Regions from separate parts of the Sus scrofa genome. Here all the other regions are linked to region 1. Evidence: chromatin contacts called from public HiChIP or PLAC-seq data. All regions are on one chromosome and are shown on one strand. Each heading gives the region's core, a stretch centred on a gene start, on an enhancer-like site or on the middle of the called end of the contact. The rest is flanking DNA. Distances are from core to core; before and after follow the strand shown. Region 1 overlaps LOC110261213 (a long non-coding RNA gene). Region 2 overlaps GNG12 (guanine nucleotide binding protein (G protein), gamma 12). Region 3 overlaps GNG12 (guanine nucleotide binding protein (G protein), gamma 12). Region 4 overlaps GNG12 (guanine nucleotide binding protein (G protein), gamma 12).

Evidence for each region. HiChIP or PLAC-seq counts read pairs in DNA pulled down with a chosen protein or histone mark.
Region 2: an H3K27ac HiChIP or PLAC-seq map of skeletal muscle shows a contact between it and region 1. The contact joins two enhancer-like sites. A contact is called at or near these places in 8 of 47 Hi-C or Micro-C datasets (blood, embryonic fibroblasts, epiblast stem cells and 5 more) and 2 of 2 datasets of contacts at active chromatin or transcription factors (alveolar macrophages and skeletal muscle).
Region 3: a contact with region 1 is called in an H3K27ac HiChIP or PLAC-seq map of skeletal muscle. The contact joins two enhancer-like sites. A contact is called at or near these places in 1 of 47 Hi-C or Micro-C datasets (embryonic fibroblasts) and 2 of 2 datasets of contacts at active chromatin or transcription factors (alveolar macrophages and skeletal muscle).
Region 4: an H3K27ac HiChIP or PLAC-seq map of skeletal muscle shows a contact between it and region 1. The contact joins two enhancer-like sites. A contact is called at or near these places in 1 of 47 Hi-C or Micro-C datasets (embryonic fibroblasts) and 1 of 2 datasets of contacts at active chromatin or transcription factors (skeletal muscle).

What each region holds. Positions count from the first base shown.
Region 1 is chr6:145,065,476-145,071,588 of Sscrofa11.1, forward strand. It overlaps LOC110261213 (a long non-coding RNA gene), which reads right to left. Exons shown (of 2, transcript XR_002345157.1): 2 at 3,034-3,272. Among named protein-coding and RNA genes, the nearest start is that of SERBP1, 120 kb to the right of the region's middle. Within about 2 kb of position 3,531, at least 21 of the 83 cell types and tissues checked have an H3K27ac peak or open chromatin away from gene starts, as enhancers often do. A contact at or near this core is called in fetal liver, liver, omental adipose tissue and 1 more, where this site is marked.
Region 2 is chr6:144,866,106-144,872,218 of Sscrofa11.1, forward strand. All of the region lies in intron 2 of GNG12 (guanine nucleotide binding protein (G protein), gamma 12), which reads left to right. Among named protein-coding and RNA genes, the nearest start is that of GADD45A, 75 kb to the right of the region's middle. Within about 2 kb of position 2,361, at least 50 of the 83 cell types and tissues checked have an H3K27ac peak or open chromatin away from gene starts, as enhancers often do. A contact at or near this core is called in fetal liver, liver, omental adipose tissue and 1 more, where this site is marked.
Region 3 is chr6:144,882,062-144,888,174 of Sscrofa11.1, forward strand. The region is part of intron 2 of GNG12 (guanine nucleotide binding protein (G protein), gamma 12); the gene reads left to right. Among named protein-coding and RNA genes, the nearest start is that of GADD45A, 59 kb to the right of the region's middle. Within about 2 kb of position 3,115, at least 52 of the 83 cell types and tissues checked have an H3K27ac peak or open chromatin away from gene starts, as enhancers often do. A contact at or near this core is called in skeletal muscle, where this site is marked.
Region 4 is chr6:144,908,598-144,914,710 of Sscrofa11.1, forward strand. It overlaps GNG12 (guanine nucleotide binding protein (G protein), gamma 12), which reads left to right. Exons shown (of 5, transcript NM_001145387.1): 3 at 4,006-4,117; 4 at 5,979-6,113. The coding sequence starts at 4,025. The coding sequence ends at 6,104. Among named protein-coding and RNA genes, the nearest start is that of GADD45A, 32 kb to the right of the region's middle. Within about 2 kb of position 2,819, at least 21 of the 83 cell types and tissues checked have an H3K27ac peak or open chromatin away from gene starts, as enhancers often do. A contact at or near this core is called in skeletal muscle, where this site is marked.

The sequences.
Region 1 (6,113 bases), core at 2,281-4,780:
TAGTGGTTGCCAAGGGGGAGGGGGAAGGAGTGGGATGGACTGGCAGCTGGGATTAGCAGAAGCAAACTATTGCATTTGGAGTAGATAAGCAATGAGATCCTGCTGTATAGCACAGGGAACTATATCTAGTCATTTGTGATGGAACATGATGGAGGAAAATGAAAGAAAAAGAATGTATATATATATACACATGTGTGTGTGTGTGTGACTGGTTCACTTTGCTGTACAGTAGAAAATTGACAGACCACTGTAAACCAACTACAATGGAAGAAATAAAAATCATTAAAAAATAAAATGTTCTGGAGTTCCCGTTGTGGCGCAGTGGTTAACGAATCTGACTAGGAACCACGAGGTTGCGGGTTCGGTCCCTGCCCTTGCTCAGTGGGTTAACGATCCGGCGTTGCCGTGAGCTGTGGTGTAGGTTGCAGACGCAGCTCGGATCCCGCGTTGCTGTGGCTCTGGCATAGGCCGGTGGCTACAGCTCTGATTCGACCCCTAGCCTGGGAACCTCCATATGCCGTGGGAGCGGCCCAAGAAATAGCAAAAAGACAAAAAAAATAAATAAATAAATAAATAAAATGTTCTTAAACAAAAAGAAATCTAAGAGAGGAAATATGGTGTAATGGTTAGAGCATGGACTCTGGAACCATATTGCTTGGCTTTGAGCCCAGGCTTTGCCACTTACTGGCTGTGCGGCCTAGGGAAATTTACTTAACCTCTCTGTGCTTTGGTTTCCTGAACCAATAAAATGAGATCATGAGAGAGTCTGCCTCCAAGGGCCATTGTGAGGACTAAATGAGTTAGTAGGTGGAAAGCTCTTAGAACAATGCCTGGCACAGAGTGAACTCTTATATAGCTGTTAGATACTATCATAAAAGATTTTTCTAGTTGAACCTCTTTACGTTAGAGGTGAGAAACTGAGGTCCAAAGAAAGGCAAGTGACTTGTCCGAGAACACAAAAGGAGTTGAAGGTAGAATAGAACTGAGGGCTCTGCATCTATGAATCAATGTGTCTAGGGAATAAAAGGATTTATCGGTTGGCTTCTTGCCATGTGCCTGGGATTGTCCTAGATCTTGTCTCGGGAGGATGATCCATGTTTCCAGCTGTTGGATTGGGATGAAAAGATGTGTGCACAAGAACCAGCTTGAGCATTTCCCTAGGGGCTCAGCAGGTTAAGGATCTGGTGGTGTCACTGCTATGGCTCTGGTTACTGCTGTGGTGCAGGTTTGATCTCTGGCTGGGAACTTCCACATGCTGTAGGCATGGCCAAAAAAAAGAAAAGAAAAAAGAAAAGGATAAAGAAACAGCTCAAGACGAGTGCAATACAGAATCCATCCCTAACCCAGGAGCACAGTGAGCAATGGGAGGTGAGAAAAAGAGAAGATCAACCCGGGCTGGCTGAATCAGACAGGGGCATCTTAGAAGAAGTAGGGTTTCAACATGGGATCTCTAGGGTAGAGAAATAATCAGGAGAGTAGCTTTCCATTTTTGGAAAGTGACTAAGAAACACCAGACTCCCCAGCTCCACAGACACTCCCTACATATAATAAAGTGCAAGGGGCCAGCTCCTTAGAATCAGACGATCGGAAGTCCTGGCTCCATCACTTATCCTGTAAGTGATGTGGGCAGTCATTTGCTGTTTCTGAGCTTTACTGTCTTAATCTATAAAATGGAGGTAAAAATACCCTGTCCCTTGGATTGTTGTGGGACCAAAGGAGCTAGGACATGAGAGACACAGAAGACCAATTAAGATTAATACCTCCCCTTTTATGGCCCTCTTCTTTAGCCCATCAGATTGAAGAGTCCTTCAATATGTATAACAAGGGACAGGTTGTGAGCTGGAGACAGAACAAGTTAAATCATTAGAAAAGCTTAATTTTCTTTCCCCCAAGACCAGACCTTTTTTCCTCCGCTGGCAGGGAGAGGAGGGTGCTGAGGTTGCAGGGAACACAAGGCCTTGGAAAGATATGGTAAGGACGCAGAGGAAAGGTCCCAGAAAGGGAGAAGGGGAGCACTGAGGATGTATGGCCAGTCCCAAGTGGGGTGTCAACTTTCCCTTGGTGGAAAGGAAACATGGCAGCATGTGTTGAGCATGACTAAGTGCCAGGCATTATGCTAGATGCCAGGGATACAGCCTTGAACTATACAGGACTCTTACCCTGAGAGGCTCCAGTGTTTTAGTAGGAAAATAAAGCATATAATCCACATCGCAAGTACAAGTCAGAGAGCACAGAAAAAAAAGCATGATTAATACTATGAGGAGGTCATATGAAAGTGGATTTTGAAGGATGAGCAGGAGCTCAGTTCAGGGAGGCAATCTAAGGAAAGGCAAATGACATAAGGTTTATCACTGATAGAGTGAAAATGGTTTGAAAAGATGAGTTTGAAATATGAGGCTGGGGAAGGAGGTGGAGGCTAGATGATGGTTAGTCTTTATCCTGGGGCGCTGGGGGTCGATAAAGGTTTTAAAATGAATGGAGGATTGTGTCCAATTTTTAAGTTAGAAAGACATCCCTGGCAGCAAGATGCAAGGTGCACTGGAGTAAGGGCAAGCCTGGAAGCAGAATGCTACTGAAGACACAGTTTCTCTGGTCCAGGAGAGAAGATGAGGGTCTGAACCAGGACACCACATGGCCATCTTCTCAGAGATCCTCAACCGCGTGCAATTGTATCCTCTTCTTAATTCACAGCGTGTGGTTTTCCTCACTTGTGGAGCTGCGACCCTGGGCCATGTGTTGTGATTATCTGCATATTTGTCTTCCCTCCACTGCCAGGTCGGGAGCATTTTGCTTTCTCTGCACCCCTGGGCCGAGGAGCTGGTTCACAGTCGGCACTGATGTGTTTTGAGGGTCATGGGGTTTGGGAAGAGGGGCATGGGGTGAACACAGCACGTGGTCTAGTTCATGGCCAAACAAGCCCTCCAGGCCTTCTGTTCACTCACTTCCCTTCTATATTTGTCCTTAATCAAACTGTGCAAAGAAATCTTAACTGCCTTCTGTATTGTTTTGTGAATCAACAGAAGAGTCGTGCATGTTTACCAACCAGAGCTTTAAGGAAATAACACATAATCAGGGGAGGAAAAACCAGCTGGTGGTAGTTGGAGTTTGCCTGCATGATTGTTTGTTTCCCGTCTCATAAAAAAAGTTGATCTTGGTTCACGGTCTAGGGCATTTTCCAGAGATGAATTTGCCGGTCCACAAAGACGCTTGCGTGCAGTGTTATTTTCTCCCCTGCTCTTCCGCAATTTTCCCCTTGCTGCCTTCTGATGCATCTGCGTGGGCACAGACGGGGCAGCCCCAAGGTTAACTGGGGCCCAAACGTTGTTATCACCTGACATCTGCACCAACAGCTTATGTAAAACGAGCTGATTCCTGCAAGCACATGTCTCAGGCGGGAGCTGGGCCACCACCGGCATCCTGGAAGTTGTGCGCTGCCAGGAGGTGAGAACGAGACAGTGCGGAGGGCTGGGGCTGTGTGGGGCACTGGAAGGAGCTGCCTCTGAGAAGGGCTGGGACACGTGGGCAGAGAAGTCAAGTAAGAGAGGACTGCGAGTCCCGGGCAGCACCTGTTCCCAGGGAGTAAATAATACTTTGCCCTTGTCCTGCCTGTCGCCCAGCAGGCATCCAGTTCATCCTGCATTGTGGGCCGCTAGCCTCGCACCAGCGTGCTGCTGGTTTCAAATGTGCCTTGGAAAAGAAAGCAAAGACCCTGAGGGCTTCTGCTCCCTGCTCAGCTCGGTGCCCCTCCTGGACTCTCATTTCACAGCTGCTGCCCAACTGCAGGGCTCGCAGGGTGGGCCTGCCAAGTATTTGGAGCTGGTGCCTCTGGCTCTGGAGGGAAGTGAGGTGATGGGAGCAGAGGGCCTGAGATGATACTCGGCTGCAGTCCCAGGGGGAACAGGTGCTGGTGGCCGTGGCCTCATCCCATCCCCTCCCCTCTCCTCACCTCCCCCACGGCTCATGTCTCTGTTTACAGTCTATCCGCAGGACAATATTTGAAGTATTCGAAATATGGGTGTCATATCCTAAGACTGAATGCCAGTGCCATTGTGCAGAAGGAGAATTAGTAAGTTTAGAGACAGAGGAGATTAATCCGTCTGTTTGGGAATGAATCAGAGTCCAGCGATTAGGCTGCTTTGAAGGGACATCATTTTTCAGTTTAAGTAATAATGCAGTGGTTAAGGGCATACACACCTAGGTTCAAATTCCAGCCAGGCCATCCGCCTGCAAGAGGACTGCATTTTGGTAAATTCCTTTGTTCCCATTTGCTGGGTGACCCACTCATCCAGATTTGCCCAGGATTTTCCAAGTGCTGGGAGCCCCCTCAGCGAGCCCTGGACACCCCAGGAAAGGATGGGGATTGAGCTTAGCTCCTCCAGTGTGAAGCCTGAATAAGAATAGGGGTGTTTACCCCTGGGTCTGGCACACGCCAAGCACTCTGCTAGGCGAGCTAGCATGATACCCTTTGAGTACTCAAAAGTCATGGGATACTCAAGTCACCCAGGACCCGGGGGGGTGGGGGGGAGTGCAAGAGACAGAGTTGCAGACACTCCTGTTGCTGTACGAGCCCAGAAGCATTTACGCCTAGAGCCAGCCCTGTTAAGGAGCCTGTGTAACCTCTACCTATGAGGAAGTGAAGTCTTTGAAGGGCAGGACCTCCCCATTGTTAACAGCTGGAGAGGGAAGGACACAAATCTCCGACTCGGCTCTTCTCCATCAAGCCCTGAGTTCTTCTGCCCAGATGTTTCCACCCGCCTCAAGGCCGTTCACACAACACCTTGAGTATTGCACAAGCCTTTGCTCAAGCTGTCCCCTCTTCTGGAATGCCTCCAGCCCTCTGCCCTGGTCTGTTCACCCTCCATCTCCTCACCTGGCAGACTCCTACTTCTCCCTGGTACCCGGCTCAGGCATCTTCTTCTCCAGAAACCTGTACTGACCCTTCCCACGTGCCTCTACCCTCTTAACACCCCTTTGTGTCTCTGCTCCTGTGGTTCCCTCATAGTATTGTAATGACTTACTGACAGCCTGTCCCAGGAACCCCTTGACAGCAGGGACAATCTCTCTCTTTACACCTCCCCAGAGCCAAACATGGCTCCTGATGCATACCGGGTGCTCTGGAACTGAATTTGTTAAGGTCTAACATGATTGTTTTGTACTTAATAATCATAAAATAGCAACAATTCCTTGAGTCTTAGGATGCAACAGGCACTAGGTTGAGCATATATATTAATTATCTCGTAATCCTCATAAACTCATGACAGTTGATAAATGACAAACAGGAAAACAAGGCTCAGAGAGGCCAAATAACCTGTCCCAGGTCACACAGCCAATAAGCAGTATTTTCAACTAACACTCTCCTAACCTCTGGGTGCCTTACCAGTGTCAAACTCCATTCCTCGCATAGATGGGGCCCTGGGAACCAGCAGACAAAGTGAATGGACAGTGTGGGGCCAGGGCTGACAGTTATCCACGGGACACATGGTGCGGGACACAAGTGCACTGAAGTTGGGCCCTCATAGCCAGCTGGGGTTTTCAGGAGCCTCCGGCTCCTGGGCTGGCGCCGAAAGCCCTTCCTAATTCCAGGGCTTGTTTTCACCCTCCTGTCTTCCCAGCCCTTCTCATCCTCCCAGGCAAGGTGAGGTCTAAGAAAGCTGAGGAATGCGGCTGCATCATCTTCAACAAATTCTTTGCTGGTAAGACTGGGGGATTTTCCAGACAGTTTTCCTCTAACTGTTCCAGCTAGAGAACCCTGGGATAAGCTGCAATGACTCAGTCCACGGAAAGCCAGGGCCACTGAAGGTTCCCAGGAAGTCAAGCTGCCGTACCCACCCAGCCAAAGCAGGAAGTCACAGGCAGCCCAGGGTCCTCTGAGCCTCTGTGGGTGGATGGGCACAAAGCCAGAGGAATAAGCACTGCTGATAAGAGAGGCTGGGTCTGGAGGCGCCATGGCTCCCTTTACTACTGCTTCTGATCTACAAGAAACCTCAGCAGTGGACTTGGAGAGCGGTTCTGGGTTAGAATCCTTCCAGTGTGACAATGGCCAGGGATGCAGCCTATCTGAGCCTCAGGGTCCTCTCTGCAGACTCGGGGAAAGGGAACCTAATTAGAGGGCT
Region 2 (6,113 bases), core at 1,111-3,610, 200 kb before region 1:
CCTGATGCTACGCAAAGTGTTGTAAAATAGGAAATACATCCGATAAGGGGGAGGGGTGCAGTCCGCACAAGTCAGTGATGCTGTAGCTGAGTCATTAAACTGAAAGAACTGAAATTTATTCTGCGCATGTACTTGCCAGTCTAACATGTGTCCAAGGCAAATGGCATGGCTCAGTGAGAAGGATTGTAAATATGTGTAGCATATTCTGAGAAGCGAGTGGACCTAGAAACCCAACCCCCAGTGATACCACCGTTTCTATGGGAAAATATGCCCCTTAAGCGCCTTCTTTGAAACCACCTTTTGAAACCCTGCCGATTTATAAGTTGGGGGTTAATGATATGAAGCGATCACCTACTGATCTGTAGAATTCTCAGCCTGAGTCCATCATCAGGCATTTATTGAGTAACTCCTGGGTGGATTACACCCTGATAAGCATGGCAGGGTGAAACAAAAGAAATAAAGGAGCGTTTCTGCCCTCAAGAAGCTTGTACCCAGCCGGAGAGGAGAAAGCATGCCTGCAGAGCAACCTGAGAGCATTCCCAGTGCCTGAGCTACAAAGCTCGGGTCCTGAGGGCAGCAGCCTCAAGGAGGGGAGCTTGTCGCTCTTCACTTGTCATCCCCAGAGGCACACCAAAGACTCTCCAATTCTTCCCGGAGAGCCTCGCACGCACAAGCGTGAAGCCACGGCTGCAGTGAATGTCATATGACTCCCAGATGCTGAGCAATTGGAAACCACAACTGGCATGTGCCATTACCTTATTAGGAAGGGTTCGGGCTTCTCTTTTTCTCCCCCTACTTTTTCTTTCTTTCCTTTCTTTCCTTCCTTCCTTCCTTTCTTCTCCCCACCCACCCCCCAGCCCCCCACACCTTAAAGGTAGGCTCTTGGCAATCTGGATAATGGTGTATCCCCTGTGCCCCAAATTCCAGCTCCAAAGCACACCCTGGTGAATATGGCTTTCTGAGATGTGGAGCCTGACTTTATGTTCTGTGTCATTTTCTGGGAGTGTCTAGACACGAGACAGACCTTAACCAGTGACTCGGGATGGCACGCAGGCTCCTTGCCTTATTTGTAAGGCAGAGCTGCTGCTTTTCATTGAGCTCAAGCCTTGAGGTCACCAAAAGGGAGAAGGGACATGGGGGGAGGGAGCAAATTGGCTGTAAAATTCCTGAGTCTGGGGCTGTGCTACAGGCCCCTGGGAATGCTGACAGCCTGTGGAGAGGGGAATGTGGCTGGGGCTGGGCTGCCAGGTAAGGCCTCCAGATCAACCACTGTGTCCTGATTGGAAATGCCTTAAACACAGGCTCTTTGCTCCATTCTGTACATTGCCTCTGAGAAGTACAGAGGGTACTTCCCCGGGGCTGAGTCAGCAAATACTTGCACCCGAGGCTTCCATATGATGCTGTTCTTTAGCTTCCTGGTTACTCCTGAGGCTGTAGGGGAAGGAGGGGGGGCACGCCTATCCAGAGGGTTTAAATAACAATAATAATGCAAACTTTCATGGAGCATTTACTGTGGTCACCAATTGGAAATGCTTCATAGGCTTGTCTCATTCAAATCTCTCTCAGCCCTTTGCAAGGTTTTTACATAATTATCTCCATTTGGCAGATGAGAAAACTGAGGCTTAAGAAGGGCAGGTAACCTAGCCACTGCTAGTAGGTGACAAAACTGAGCTGCAGACTCAGATGTGTCTGCCCTCACATGGAATTGCCAGATGGCTCTGCCTCTGGAACAACTTTTTTTTTTCTTTGTCTTTTTGTCTTTTTGCCATTTCTAGGGCCGCTCCAGCGGCATATGGAGGTTCCCAGGCTAGGGGTCCAATTGGAGCTGTAGCCGCCAGCCTACGTCAGAGGCACAGCAACGCAGGATCCGAGCCACGTCTGCAACCTACACCACAGCTCACAGCAACGCCGGATCCTCAACCCACTGAGCAAGGGCAGGGATCGAACCCTCAACCTCATGGTTCCTAGTCGGATTCGCTAACCACTGAGCCACGATGGGAACTCCTGGAACAACTTTTTACCTACAGTTTCTCACAGAGCTTTCTTCAACTTAATTCTGCATTATTGGGCAAGGAGAGGAACTCCCCCACCGCCCGGCAGTGAGAAGAGGGAGGGGGCTTGGAAAAATAAGTCGAGATGAATTCATTTTGAAAAAAGGAGGATTTGAGAGGGAAGTGCCCCGTTCGTCTACAGAAAGGAAGAGGCTCTCCTGGACGCTGTGTGAGGGAAGAATGCGTGGAAATGAGTGGGAGAAACAGAAAGTAAACCAGGGCAGGGCAGGATCCAATAGAAGGAAATGGGAGAGTCAGCAAAGAAAGGGGCAGTTCCTGCCTCCGAACTCAGCGCGTTAATGATCAGCGGCTCCGCAAACGCTTCAGTCCTCGCGTGCCCTCCGCGGTATGCAGAACTCCCTCCTTGGGGCGTAGGGGGTGGTTGCTCTCCCCAAAAACAAAACCATGACATTTAATTCTGAGTTTCTGCAGGGACTGGATGAAGTCACCACTGGAAAAACAAGAATGGCAGCGCATGTTAATTCTTTCAGGAGCCCTCAGAGGGTGCAAATAAGACACTGCCACCCCCGGGGAGAGCCTGCGGCCCTTCCTCCACCCTCTCTCCTGGCTGCCCCCTCCCCCCCAGCTTCCTGCCCCCTTCTCGATGCCTCCATTGACGATCTCACATCCCTTGTGTTTCTCTGAAGAAAAAAAAAAAAAAAAATGTATAAAGGAGATTTTTGTAAAGCCAACTCTGTCTTCCCAGACGCCCCTGGTATCTTTGCTGGCCCTCTCTGACTTTCCTGTGAGATTGATCTCTGATTGGCCGCCTGCCTCCTCGCACTGCTTTCTCTGTCACCAGCATCTAAAAAGCCCGGGATCTCTTTATTGATCTTAAACCAAACTCTTAACTACCCAGGATTTCCCTTCTTCAGCAGAACTCTTTTGCAAACGGAAGAGCCCTTTACAAAGCAAATCGTGATCCCCTTTGCAGGACGACTTTTTTTCTTTTTTGTCCTCCCTAAAATGGAAAACACTCTCTGATCCCTGCCCTCCCTCTCTCCACCCCCCTCCCCCTGCATGCAGACTAAGAGTCTCTGGTTTTAATATAGCCAGTTCTGTAATTATTTGTCTTCTTTGCAGATTAGGAGACTGAAACATTGCAGCCACTCACCGCAGGTTCCCACTTGGCCCCAGTGAATAGAGCAACGCCCCACCATCCTTCTCCCCGTGGCCAGCAGCCTCAAGTCCCACAATATCTCTGCCTTGGCACGGGGAGCTGACATTGTTCGCATAGCGTACATTCCTGGACAATGGATCTATCCAATTTAACCTTCAGAGCACCCCCATCGGTTTGTGGGTGTCTGTTCCGGGGAGAGGAGGAGAGACAGTTCACACATGGTGCTACCCACACACGCCAGAATTCCAAATCTTGGTCCGCAAGAGATTAGCTGAAAACTGTGACACTCAAATGCACTGGGGAAGTCAATTGTTTGATGCAGTTCAGTTTTTTTTGTCAGGAAACAGATAGCGCTGGTACTGGCTTCTTTATAAATGCTCCCCACTCACTCCCCTCCCATTATATGACAGCCTTTTAAAAATAGCCCCATTTCATGTGGAATGAATCTTCATTCATTAAGATGCTATAATAACACCATCGTTCTTGAGATACTTTCTGGTTATGAGTGGTGCCTAATCAGGGAAACGTTAAAACTCTTTTCTCAAAGACCACGTCTTGTATCACCCAACACCGAGAAGAGTCTTTGTGTTTTTAAAGCTACATTTTTGCCGTTTTGTGTGTATGAAGTTGGGTTCCAGAAATGACCCCAGGAAAAATATAAATTAAAACTCACCAGTTTTTCTTCCACTTCTTTTGAGTGAATTATCCTCTCTTCCCCTCCCCCCCCCCGCCCCACAACCCCAGCCTCCAAAATCTTTTAAAATATGTTATTGGTTTGAGGGATGTCTAGCTGCCTTTTGCTTTCAAACTGAAGTTAAAGCTTTCAACATCCTTGTCACCCTCCTTTTATCTCCTTTCACCTCTCCCTGTGTCTAAGACGATGAACATTTTAGAACTTTGAAATCAAAATAAAATTGCAACGTCCCTGAGTTACTTACTGGTGCTCAGTAGGGCTTAAGCATGATTTTTTGCACATAATTTAAAAATCAAAACACCAACTGGCGGATTTAAGCCAAACCCCCCTATTTTTAGAACAGCATTAAAAAAAAAAAGGCAGATTTTATTTTCAGCCACACAGCCAAAGAGTAACGAAGGAGGAGGTTCCTGGGCATTCCTCCATCCCTCAGGGCAGAGCTGGAGTGACCGTCTCCTTGCTGAGAAGCTGCCCCTCTCCGGATCCTCCCCGGGGAACAAGCCACTTCCCAGCCTGGGTCCAATTGGTGACTGGGGGGAAAAAAGGATGTTGCAGGCTTAATTTTTAAAAACAAATCAAACCAAGAAAAAAAAATAGTGTTTTGTAACTTTCCCTTTAGTTCTGACAGATTTGTGTGATCCTTCAGCTTGGAGGTAAAGTGGGACTTCTTTAAATTAAGAACAGAGAAGAAAAGTTTCCTTATGTATCCTTACAATTATACCTTTGTCACCTGGTAGTTTATAGGGGAGTCAATTTTTTTTTAAAAGGACAAGGCTCTATCCTTTAATTATCCCAGTTGGTATTCAGCTTTAGAAAGTCAGCGTACCTGCTGAGTATGTTAATTTAACCACTTTGAGTATCTTAACTCTGCCGGTCTCCCACCCAGGCCACCTCCCCAAAGAATTCAGAGGAGTCTGTGATGTGTGAGAGCTTTGTACCTGCATATCAGGAAGATATTTCTGTCTCTGAGTACTTTGGCTTTAATTAAAATCTTTAGGTCAGTCTTGTTTTGCTCCTCCTACAACTTCAAAGTCATTTATTCATTGATTCATGCATTCCTACTTTCTGCTAATTCAGTCAAATAGTTTTTAAGTGCTTACTTTTCACTCACTAGGGAATATAGACAGAAACATCCTGCCTTCAGGGACCTTAGATTCTAGAGGGACCCACAGAGAAAGAAGGGGGGGTTATTCCAGATCATAGTAAGTCATAGAATTGTTGCCACAAATATTTGTTAAGGGTCCACCTACTATCCAGAAATAGATGTTCTTATAGAACTGTCTTTGGCAGGGGGCTTCAAATTCATTTTCTTATTGGTCTGTAACTCTGTGAAATACTGGGCCGGGGTTGGGGAGGGTTCCATTTTCTTCTTCTTGGAGGAGAGGAAATTGAAATTCAGAGAAATGAAGCTCACTCAATATCAAAAGTTAGACAGTTCTGGAGTTCCCGTTGTGGCTCATCGGAAACGAATGTGATTAGTATCTGTGAGGACGAAGGTTCAATCCCTGACCTCACTCAGTGGGTTAAGGATCTGGCCTGGCTGTGAGTTGGGGTGTAGGTTGCAGGCGAGGCTCAGAATGGCGTAGGCCAGCAGCTATAGCTCCAATTTGAGCCCTAGCCTGAGAACGTCCATGTGCCAAAGGTGCGGCCCCAGAAAGACAAAAGAAAAAGAAAAAAAAAAAAAAGTTATACAGTTCCTATGTGGGAGAACCAAAACCCAAGACATTTGGACCCATTTCTGTCCTCTCTCCCCTGTGCCATGTCACCTCGTCTCAACAGAGCTAGCAGCTTTTACGTGGGAGAACCAAGGCCCAGAAAAATGAAATTCCTTCTCCAAGTGGCACAGCTAATTCAAGTCCAATCTGGGATGAAAGCCCCAGACTTTATTCCGCACGTGTTCTTCAGTTTAACAGCTCAGATCAAAAGCCTGCTGGACCCCATAGCCAGTGTCTGTGCTGGGCTTACCGTGTTGGCCCCTGCAAGAACTTATGTATGTATGTATGTATATATGTATGTATTTATTTATTTTTCTTTTTATAGAAATATATATATGCCCTGTGGCATATGGAAGTTCCCAGGTTCCTAGGCTAGGGGTTGAATCAGAGCTGCAGCTGCCAGCCTAGGCCACAGCCACAGCCACACAGGATCCAAGCCACGTCTGTGACCTACACCACAGCTCACAGCAACCCTGGATCCTTAACCCACTGAGCGGAGCCAGGGATCGAACCCGCATCCTCATGGCTACTAG
Region 3 (6,113 bases), core at 1,865-4,364, 180 kb before region 1:
AGAGTTCCCGTCCTGGCTCAGTGGAAAGAATCTGACTAGTATCCATGAGGACGCAAGTTTGATCCCTGGCCTCGATCAGTGGGTTAAGGATCCAGCATTGCTGTGAGCTATGGTGTAGGTCGCAGATGCGGCTTGGATCTGGCGTTGCTGTGGTGTAGGCCAGTGGCTACAGCTCCAATTAGACCCCTAGCCTGGGAACCTCCATATGCCATGGGTACAGCCCTAAAAAGACAAAAAAAAAAAAAAAAAAAAAAGAAACAGAATAAGGGGAAAGAAAGTTACAGGTATGGTAGGGGAGTGGCTCTTTCAGGCATGGTGGTCAAAGAGTGCCTTCTTGAGAAAGTGATGTGAGCAGAACCCTGAAGAAGCAAAGAATAACCTGTGCACAGTATCTAAAGGAAGAGCATTCTAGGTAGGGGGAATAGCAAGTGCTAAGGTCCTGAGGCAGGAGCAGTCCAGACATGTTTATGGAAAAGCAAGTAGACCTTAAGAATCGGGAGAGAAAACTAGAATTGTAGCCAGGGGCCAGATCTAGGGTCTCATAAACCAAGCTAAGATCCTGGAATTATTCCAGGAATGGTGGAAAGCCACTGAAGGGTTTTGAGCAAAAGAACAATGTGATCAGATTAAACTTAGGAAGCTTCACTCTAGCTGCTGATTGTAAAATAAACAGGAGGGTAGCAAAAAAGTAATAGGGAAGGACAACTAACAAGCCGTCTCAGGAGTCTGGGAGAGAGATGATGCGGATGGCCTGGACCATGCTGGGAGCATGGAGGTGATAAGAAGCCACTGGGCTCAGAATGTGTTTCTGTAGGTAGGTCCAGCGGAGCTCTCTCCAGGATTTCCTGCTGAGTAATGGAGGAAGAAGGGAGCCAAGGATGCTCCAGGTATTTGGGGCCTGAGCATTTGAATGAATGATGTTGCCATTTCAGAGATGGCAAACATGAAGAAAGGATGGATTTTGGCAGGCAGAGGGGGTGGAATTTGTTTGCTTTACACATGTTAAGCTTGAAATGCGTGTTCAATATCTAAGCGCAGATGTTGAGTAGGCAAGTGGCTCTTAGAAGCCAGATGTCCAGGGGGAGGTGGAAGCTGGACATAAACAGAAGGGGGGGGCGCAGGATCTTGAGGAAAACCTGACAGAGAGCCAAACTCTGACAGAGACACACAGAGACTGTGTCTATTTTGTTTCACCTCTGTAGGCCCAGCACCAGCATTGAGTTTGTGTCTGACGAATACATGGTGAATGCGGTTTCGTGCAAAACAAAAGCGGTAACTGAAATTTTGCTTTATTGTTCCAAACCAAAAATAGAAAGAAATAATTAACATATGATAAAAATCAGAGCTTGACACTGAAAGGAACCTTTGAGGCCATTTAATGCAAAAGTTCAAAATTTGTGCAGAGACAGTAATATTAAAGAGAGTAGAAGGTTTATTGCCAAGGGCAAGAGAGTGCAGAGAGGCCGCACATTGACCACACACTGAGTAAATAATGCCTTGACCCTTAGTGCACTACCCTTATTCAAGTTTATGGAGATGTGGCAATTAGTAAAATTGAGAACAACCTTTTTTTTTTTTGTCTTTTTGTCTTTTAGGGCACCACCAGCAGCATATGGAGGTTCCCAGGCTAGGGATCGAATTGGAGCTGCACCCTCCAGCCTACACCAGAACCACAGCAACGTGGGATCTGAGCCACGTCTGCAGCCTACACCACAGCTCACAGCAACGCCAGATCCACAACCCACTGAGCAAAGCCAGGGATTGAACCCGCATCCTCATGGATGCTAGTCGGGTTCTTTAACCACTGAGGCACAACGGGAACTCCCAACAACAACCTATTCTCACCAAGTGTCTTTGGAGGGGAGAGTTTATAATGAGTGTTTGTACATTAAAAGGAGTCTTCACGTTTAAATGGGAGGGAAACATGGGACTAATCCAAGCCCTTTGTTTTACTGATATAGAAAGGAAAGGGAATGGGATTGAGTAACTTGCGTAAGTGACACAACTAATTAATGACTGGGTGCCAGTGGACCCCTAGATCTCCTTAACCTCAGCCCAAAGCTCCTTCCACCACCCATATACCTGTCCTGACTTTTAGCGCCAACTTTTCCTCAGACCAATAACCAAGGAATCACCTTAGAACAGAACTCATTTATTTTTGGCCGTGGAATTATTTTAGTGATTTATTTTGCAAGCAATTTAATATGAGAATTACAATTAGACTGTGCTTTAGCTAACTGCAAAATTCATTTACAATTCCCTTAGCACCTTCCTTCTGGCAATGCAAAAAGAATAAGTAGTCCAAGAAGGGTCATCGAAAGTAAAATGTGTAATTTGCAGATCATTTACCAAGTGAGAAATTCTCATGCCAAAAAATTAAAACTTGATGGTGAGCTGCAGACATCCTCTTCAGGAAGCTTAGAAGCCCATGTAGAACTTTAAGAGGGGACACATCGGAATATTCATAATTATTTGTTCCAGTCCCAGCTCCACATCTCATTTACTTGTACAGACCTACAGACTGTATTGGCCAAGCTAAGTCACTCCTCCAAGCCTCTGTTTACACGTCTGCAAAATGGGGAGGGAGACCCTTCCTTTCTAATGAGGATATTAAAAAGCACACCCGGTGATGCCTGCACAAACAGGGCCCTGGGGAGAGGAGCCCCTCTCATCTTACCCATGAGGAAACTGAGACCGCTTAGCAGTGACCCAGAGAAACCCTCCTGAGTTTAGCCTGCAGTCCAGTCCCTTAGGTTTTCATCTGCCTCCCACTCAGTCACCATCTCCTGATGTTCCTGGCTCCTGACCTCCCCAGGCTGTGCTGGCCCGTCCATACTGCCTGGACAGTTTCCCTGGTAGAGGAGGTGCCGGGTGGAGGGCCCCGGCCCCCCAGGGCTGGCACCACAGTCTGAGCCTGTGGCCTGTTCCAGTGGGTTCCACTCAGAGGCTGCCCCAGTGGCTCCATTACTCACACGTCCCTGCCACCCGGCGCAGCTGGCCCTGGCCTGAGCACAGGCGCATTTACATTGTTGCACAACAGGAAGCAAGCAGGTCCGGGGTTCAGAGGCGCGCCGGCCCACGGAGCGCAGTGGCTCCAGGTGCCCTGGCTTCCACTTTTGCCTCCGGGGAGTTGCAGCTTCTGCAGCCTGACCGAGGAGGGGCCGGGGGTGGGGGGTGGAGTTTGGGGGAAGGGGGGTGGGGACATCGGCTTGGTTCTTGTCCACTGTCACATGATTGGCAGGCATGGCCAGAAGGAGGGGAAGGGGGGGTTCTGGAGGGGAAGCGGGGGTTGCTGTATCAGGCAGCGAGGAGGGTGCCTTTTGTGGAGTCAGAGTTCCTGCACAGAGTTCTCCCACAGTGGCTGCAAGTGAAATGGCAGATGCATGAGTCACCCCATGAAACGGGAACAGGAAGACCTCCTGTCAATGCCAAGCCATTTTCAGTTCAGTTATGAGAAGTCACCACCACCACTGCCCCCGCGGCAACCCCCCCCCCGCGCGCCCCCCACCAAAATCCGCGTATATCTCCCTCCTTTTCCTGAGTGCAGTGAGTCTATCACCTGGCTCTGTACCCCCCTCCTCCCCCACCCCCAACCCCACCCTCCAACCCCTTGAAGGACAGGGCTCAGCTTGGTTTGGTCCTCAGGAAATTGGCCCGTGTCCTTCTTGGTCAGCGTCTGTGACGGTATCAGAGAACCCTGTTTGCCAAAGAAACTTTCTGTCTGAGGCTTTGTTTGTTTTTCGGGTTTTGTTTTGTTTTTATTTAAATATTTTCCCTTGTTTCTCTTCTCGGCATCCTAAGGCATGCCATGGTTTTTTAGGATTTTCTCGTGCATAAACATTTTTCACGTTTTTCTGCCAGGAACTGTTGTTTGTGAAGATCAACTGAGAATTTACAATATGGGAGGGATTCTCTGCTTCTTTTAGTGGATTCCTCATAATCCCCTTGTTCTTAAATGATTTATTAAAATAATTTAATAACTCCTGTGTATTGAATGCTTAGAACCAGACACCCTTTTAAAAACTGCACATGTGCATTTAATTCTCACAGAAGCCCCAGGAGGCATAGGGGCTCTGGTTATTCCTATTTTGCAGATAAAAGGACTGAGGCTTAGGTTAAGCAATCTCCAAAGTCACAAAATTAATTGAATGGCGAGCATCAGAATTTAATCCCTGTTCCTAATCACTCTCTTTGCCAGCATTTACTAAAAGTGTGGTCAGCAGAACACTGATCGCATGAGCTGTTCCTAGGAAAACGTGTCTGTGTTCAAATAATTGGTGCTGCAAACCACATGCCTCTTACAGATCACAAATGCATCTTCGTGTGGAAAGACCCTGAGAGTCCTTCCTGCATGAAAGAAGCTCATTCATCTTTCTTTGAACTAGGGCTTTCCAAAATTGATGTGACATGGACCCTTATGTCCGTGTATACCTATTAAGTTGTAATACATTTTGAGAAACACCATCACCAGTCATGCGAAGGCGTGTAGCCAGCTGATGGGTTGCATGGGCTTTGGAGCCAAAGAACCTGGGTTCAAATCCTATATCTGCTATTACACAGGTGAAGTTACACAGCTTCCTCTGCCTCGCTTTCCCCATCTGTACGATGGTGAAGTATAATAGCGCTCTGTCACAGGCTGATGGCCAGGGCTAAAGGACCTAGGAGATATTGTGCCCAGAGAGAAGCACTCCATGTTCTAAATGTAGTTGAACAAGTGTGGCTCTAAAAAGAAAGGGGAAAAAATTTTAATTAAAAAAAAAATAAATGTAGCAGAACAAATCAAAACATTTGCTACCTATGGGGTCTGGCCGCAACCAAAATGCTATTTCATGGTGTTCAGAAAACACAGGACAGGCGAAGCCCTCCCTGTCCCTTTCCCTTGGTGCTCTCTCTAGCTGGGATTCTCTCTGCCTCTCACCATCTGGTTGGTCCAGATAGCAGCTCAGAGCTGAGCTCGGGTCTCTGCCCTTGAGTCAGGATTAGCAGGCACGCTTGCTGGGACAGGGGATAGCTATCGGCGTTAGCCACACGCTTGTGGGTGGCCCAGGCAGAATCTGCAGAGAGAATGTGCTGGTGAGCAAGCAACTCAAGTTCCCTGTGTTTAAACAAAGCAGCTGCCCTTGCCCCTGTAGGGTCCTGGATTTCCCGAAGAAGAAAGAAACGGTTGCAAAGCATTGCACTTTCTCTTGAACTTGCTGCTCCCGTTGTTACCTGCCCCTAACCAGCGCAACTCCTCCAAGGGAAGCTGATGCTGGATGAAGTTCTACAGGCTCGGCTTCTGGGTGCAGGTGTCTCCAGCACCCAGCCAGCAAGAGCTACCTCATGCGAAGTCCTGCAGGAGGCAGATAGTGCTTGGCGGGGCTCTCTTCTTCCCTCCCCGCAAGTTCCAAAGCTGGCTATGCACTGACTCCCTGGGCGAGTAGAGAGTCGTCCCCTGGGGAGAAGGAGAACAATTAACAGGAATTTACTAATTTTTAAAATGAGTGTTGGATATGTGTGTTGCCCTTTGTGATTTTTTTTTCTAAATTTTAAATGTCTCAAAATGAGAAATTCAAATTAGAAAAATGGACCAACCCTGTGTATGAGCAAGCTGGCTGCCCCTGAAATATTTATTATTATTGAGTGAAAAATGAAATGTGCAGAACTGTTATGTAAATACGGCCCCTTTTGTTTTGGAGAATCACGTATATGTGTACGTGTGTTTGGGAAGCCGGAAGAAGGTGTGGAAGAAAGGAAAAAGACTGGGGACAGTAAGGTACCACTTTGGAGTGAAATCAGAAGGAAAGAGTTGTAACTTTTTATTTTATTCCCATGCTTATTCAAAGGTTGGATTTTTCAGTATATTCCTTTTGTTGTTTAAAAAAAAGAAGAAAGTTATAAAGAAGGGAAACTCCCCAAGCTAGTTCCAGAAATAGGACTAAACTAAATAGTAGTGGCTAATAATGGGTGTTGCCTGCCTGGGCTGGGAGGCTTTGCAGTGAGAAGGAAGGAAACCCAGACCAGACCAGAAAATGGGCCAATTCCAGTCCGAGTCAGCACAGTGCAGGCTCCACTCAGCTGTGCAGTGGGTGGCTTTGAAGCCGGCGCAGTTACAAGTGGTGCTAAGTTTTGCT
Region 4 (6,113 bases), core at 1,569-4,068, 160 kb before region 1:
CCATGAGGACTTGTGATTCAGATCCTGGGGCTTCCTGGTGCCTTCCTCCCAGAGTGTGCTCTGTGACACACTTTCCATCCCCACCCTCCCTCCCTGCTCCAGGCCCCTCTAGACAAAGATGAAAATGCCCCACATTGCCCTAATGCGACATCTTGTTCCTAGGAATTTCTAGGAAGCTGAGGATTCGGATGAATAACAGCATTAAAATCAATGCAAAGTATCTGAATAGCTAAATACTATACATGCTTATGCAAATCTCTCAGCCACAAGTACCAAATGAAAACAGGGGCTGCAGAAGCAATAGGCAGGGCTTTATCAAACCTGGGGGTCTGCACAGGCAGGCCCAGGCCTGGGCCTTTCTGGGTGGGACAGAGCCCTGGCACTCAAATGTCCAGATGCCAGCCTCAGTTCAAGCCTGGTAGCCACAGTAAGAACATTCTGGCTTAGCTTGTGGATATGAGAGGGGAGGCCTGTCCTCAGGGCACTAGACAGACAAACAGCGGCTCTGCACGAGAAGGGGTGTTGCAGAAACACGAAGCCATGAGCAAGGCCACACCTCCAGGTCATGGAGTGTCGAGGTCACCCTTGATTGAGAGCCATGTTGTGGACAGTTTGGTGATGCCCTGAATGTTTATGGATCATATTAATTGGAATCGCATCCTTTCCTTGATAGAGTAGGAGGTGTGACTTCCAGGGTGGAGAGGTTTGTGGACTGGTTCAAGGCTGTGAGCTGGATTCACTTGGAGCAAGTTTTTTTCTAATTTTAGTTGCCTCCTCTCTAAAGCAAGGATGAAAAAGTAAAATGCCTTTCAGGTCAAGAGTGAAGCTTCACAGATGGATGCAGATGAAAGCACATGTGTGTTCTAAGAGTCCATACACATATCAGGTGGTGTTTGTCTTGGAAGCTATTCTTGGAGTAAGAATAAAGCCTGCTTTTTATCCAACTAGTAGCACAAACAAACAGCCAGACATCCCTGCCACTGAGGGAAGACCGAAGAAAACCCTCTGAGGATGCAGAGATGTTCAGAGATGTTTGCATCCCAGCCTCTGGGTCTGGTTCTGTCCCAGCCCAGCTGTTGAGCGATGCAAGGCAGCTGCAACTGGGAAGGAAGTCCCCAGCAAGACCTCCAGGGCCTGTAAACATGGCCCACCGCTCAGGCGTCAAACAGCCGTGACCCTGCTTGTGGACACGCAAGGCAACTCAGCCCAGCAGATTGAGTTCCTTGAGGAGGCTCCTTTAAGTTGAAACAATGTAATTTTGATTTGAGGTGTCCTAGGAAGCCTGTCTCCTTAAAAAATGATGTTCTTTTTTCGGTGGACCTGGGGTTTTCTCGAGGGTTCCCCAGTGGAAGGGAGCAGGAAGCACTCTGAGGGAGGGGGAGCAGGCTGTGGAGGAGGCAGGTCAGGACACAGATGTCAGGAGTGGGGGAAGCTGAACAAGTGCTGAGCTGGCAAGCACGAGCTGTGAACCGCTGGCTGTTTATAATCGTGACTATAAGACAGTCAGGAAGTAAGTCCTCCGTGTAGCAGATGCAAAGTTCCTCACCGATTTTAGGGGGATGGACCCAAGCACTTTATAAATAAAGCCCATTGTGGACTCTTTGCTGACGGCCACATGGGTGGGAGCTGAGGCTGACCCAGTCCTGATACGTGTGTGAAATGTTCTGCAATTACAGGAAAACTTGCTCGGGCCTGGGACGCTTTATGCCCTGGAGCTTGAGAAGACGAAGAGAATGCTCGGCGTTATTTTCCTGCAGAGGGAACCTTCAGAAAGTCCTGAGGGTGCAGCCTGGAAACCACAGGCTGCTCAGAAAGGGTGTCACATTTGCATTCTGCAGACTGGGGGCCAGTCCTCAGGACCGGCGCCAGCTGGCCAGGGAACCCAGTTTGACGCGCCGCAGGGAACGAAGCAAGGACCCGTGCTGTGGGTTGGGGCACTTCACACTGTTCACAGCGAGTGCCTGCTGCCTTAGACCCATTTCAAAGGCTCTGTTAATAAGCGCTTGCCTGGGAGCACAGAACAGGCTGGGCCCGGCCACGGGGTGTGAGCCAAGTCATTGGGAGGAGACCCTAGGCCTCTCCTTTGGGTGGGGCAGGATGACTGAGGAATCTGAGGAAGAGGCAGCGCATTAGGAAGTGTGTTATAATCAGGTCTCCCAAAGCCTAGGACAAGGCAAGGCCACTGTGCCCTGCCACACAATGCCTCCTCCCAGTTTCCTGCACGGCTTGGGCTCCCTTATTTTAGGGCAATCCCCAGTGGGCTGTCACCAGCATTCCATCCTGCCCTGACACTAGACAGTAGCAGGAGGCCTAGGTTCCATGCCTATAGCCCACCCAGACCAGTCCATCAAAACTCTTGACCGATGACCAGGAGGACAACGACAGATACACAGGGAATTCCCGTTCATTGTGCCAGGTGTGACTCCCCAGGACAAATATCCTAGCAGCTGCTGGGTGCAGAGTGCCTGCTCCTATGCTAAACAGTACATGAGGATCAGTGAATTGAATCCTCAAAGACAGTAGTATCCCTCTACTATAAAAAAAACACAGCATAAATGAGAAAACATGGGCTCACGGAGGTTGAGTAAGTGCCGGTGTCAACCAGCTAGCAAGTGGAAGAGGCAGGGTACAAACCAGGAACGTGAAGCTGGCTGATGAGGCTGGATTTCAAAGTTCTGCATGCAGTTCAAAGCACCGTGTTATTGGTGCATTTGACCCACATGCCTCTGACCTCAGAGGGTCCAAGTCCTTGAACTCAGCCCTCAGGAGCATTCCAAGTGCTGTAGACCTCTGATGGACTCTGTTGGAGCCCTTGGGTTACCGTTTTCTGCAGCCTTGTCTGCAGCTATGCTCTGTGCAGCCTCAGCCCGTCCAGCAGGTTGAGTCAGCCTGGGGTTGCTGCCGGCGCCACGGCGCCCTGACTTTGCTGCGCCCCGGCATAGCACCAGGGTGGCACACCTACTGTCCACCTGCTCTGAGTCATAAAACTGCCACGCTGCTGCCAGGCCTGCCAGCTCTGTGATTTCTTCTAGTGCCATCACTTAGCCATATATGGCAGGGGCACCAGGCAGTGCTCTTCCTCGGCCCGCCTTCCCCTTGGACTGTGCCATTGGACAACTAGACAGGTCGAAGCTCAAGGTCCACGATGTTTCCTTTGCTGTTCACCAGGTGGCTGGGGAGAGGGAGGCAAAAGGCAGCCTAGAATCCAAGGGCTCAGGCCCGAGAGAAGAGTCAGCCCAGGAACATGGGTGGGATTAGCAAGCACCCTGGCCGCCAGGATGAGGCCAGAGAGAGGCCAAAGGCGGGGACTGATAAAGTTTCACTAAATATTTCAGGCTCGAGGCGCTATCCCATTTGACATTTGCTGTGGCTCTGTCATTGAGAGTCTTTCAGCTGAAAGGGTCCCACTTTTTCTGGCATAAAGACACCCTTATCTGCCCAACTAACATTCTGCAAACGATTGCAGGTCTTGATAGCACCTCAGAATGCACCCTTTGTGCAAAGGTCTCCAGAAGCACTCTTTGGCTGTTCTCTGGTGCCAGGACTTGCATCGGTGTAATAGTTGGGTAAGCGAGCCAAGACGAAGTGCAGTCACAGCTCCTCTTAACATACAGGGCGGTCCTGTTAACCTGCACACGGGACGCAGCCTCCAGTTGCACGTGCTCCTGTGTGCCGGAGGCCTCCTAAGTACCACGGCCGTTTGTGTGTGTTTATTTCCCCTAAGAAAATCCTAGGAAAGGCAACTTTATGCTGTATGTGGGGGTGCGTGGATGGAACCACAAGTACGGGGTTTCTGCAGAAAGTGCTCAAAAGGATTGCAGGCTTCGAGACCCAGGCCAGCCCTCCAGTTGCTGAGGGGCTTTGTAGGAACTGCCTCCCAGAGGCTGTGGCGACTGGCAATGCATCCTTTTCCCCTCAAGTAACACAAAGCATGATGAATGTTGAAACAGCTTAAAGATGACTGTTCTTCACCCTGAAAAAAATTTGTTTTTCTTCGTATTTCAGGTGAAAACCCTCAGCGAAGATGTCAAGCAAAACAGCCAGCACCAACAACATCGCGCAGGCAAGGAGGACGGTGCAGCAGCTAAGGATGGAAGCTTCCATTGAAAGAATAAAGGTAGGAGCCTCCAGTGGATCCGACACGTTTTCAGACCAGCTCCCTCTGCTCACCCACGGCGAGGCCCCATTTCAGAGAAGGTGGTGGGTGCCCTTTAGTTCAGCCAAGTGCCAGGATTCTCCTTGAGCAAGAGTCTTAAACTTTGATTTCTAATAGCACAAGCCCCACGGCAGAAGCTCGGCTGAGCCGGTCTGAGTTCGCCTCTGTTTGGACAGAAAACCTAAAACCCGTGACAGGATTTCTTGAGGACCTGCCTTCCCTGAATGCACATGGTCAAGCCCTCTGCTTGCCATGTTCTCCGTCTAGACGGGGGTTCCAGGTGGACTTTGTTAATACCCTGGTCATCCCTCTGGAATGTCTGAAGTGTTCTAGCATTATCAGTGCAGCCACGGCCCTAACAACATCACCCAGGCAAGGCAGATGGTGCAGCAACCAGGTCTCCCGTTTAGGAGACGGCCGCTCTTTGAGTGGGTGTGGAATTCTGTGACCACCTTCTGCACCCAGGGTGCCCATTGCCAGCCTTAGTTGAGATCTGGAAGAACCCAGAAGGCATTGGTAGGGTCACCTGACTTGGAAGGCTTTTCCCCCCAAATCCCAAGAGACAGCGAGGCAGCAATGTTGGAATACCTTGGAATGTTGTGAGTCATGCTGTTTCCTCGATACCGAAGCAGTCACCTGATAAATTCCTCTGGGCCGGGAGATAGTCACTTTGTCTTCAAAACAGGAGGCTTCCCGCGCTCTGTCTGTCAAGGGCTTGGCGGCCCCGAGCCCCTGGCCCAAGGACCATGATCCAATTGTTCTGAGGGTCTCCTACCCAGACTGCTGACCAGGACATGGCATGTCCATTTTTAACGCATGCCTGTTCCCATGCTGCTTTTGTCCCTCTTTTTATCTCCCCAAGCCAAGTCTTGCAAGTCCCTAGACCTTGGCTCTTGTTCTTTCAGAGTTTTGGCTCCGAGACCATAATTTGGTTCTAACTCTGTTGCTGCATTCTGATCAATTTTTTATTCCACAGAAACCAAGATACAGCCTGCCTTTGAATCACAGGTGCTTGGCTTCTTCCCCTCCCCTGATTTTTTTATTTTTGAAAAATGTCAAACCTCTGGAAGAGCTATAACAACAAACTCCCACCTACTCTTTACCAAGATTCACCATTTGTTAGTCTTTTCCCACATTTCCTGTCTCTGTCTCTACACACATACTCGTGTAATTTTTTCTTGAAACTACTCAAAAGTGATTTCCAGGCATTATGACTCATTACCCTGCTACTTCACCGAGACATTCTGCTACCTAACCACAGTACAATTGGCACACTGAGCATCAGCTGCTAATGGTATGTAACACACAGTCCAGCTCTGAAGAATCCCGGTCACTCACTTTGCAGAGTGGCCCGCTCTTTAGATGGGATGGTTTGCCCACAGTCAGAATCTGGCTAGATGTTTTGATGGGAGTACTAGCTAGCTGGCGGTATGTGTTCCACACTCACCCTGGGAGACAGCTGATGTCAGTTTGATCACTTGGTGAAGGAGACCTTATCAGAAATGTCCATTTAAAGTACCTTTTCCTTTTGTTTGGGCACAGGGGTGGGCATGGTACACAGCGGCTTCACCTGGGACCTTTGTTCCCAGAACAGGGACTGAACCGGGACCAAGGCAGTGAAAGCACTGAGTCCTAACCATCATACCACCAGGGAACTCCCCACCTTTTCCCTTTTAAAGTAGCAGGTAATCTGGGAGTGATACTTCGAGACACTGGTTAGCCTGTTCCCCAAGTCTTCCACCCAATGGGTGAGTATTCAGATAGCTTTAAAGCTTGCAGATAAAGTATTTTCTTTGTTTTCTTTGACTTGCCTACATACCAGGTTTCCAAGGCATCAGCGGACCTCATGTCCTACTGCGAGGAACATGCCAGAAATGACCCTCTGCTGATGGGGATACCAACTTCAGAAAACCCTTTCAAGGATAAGAAAACCTGCATCATCTTATAGAGGAGAAGT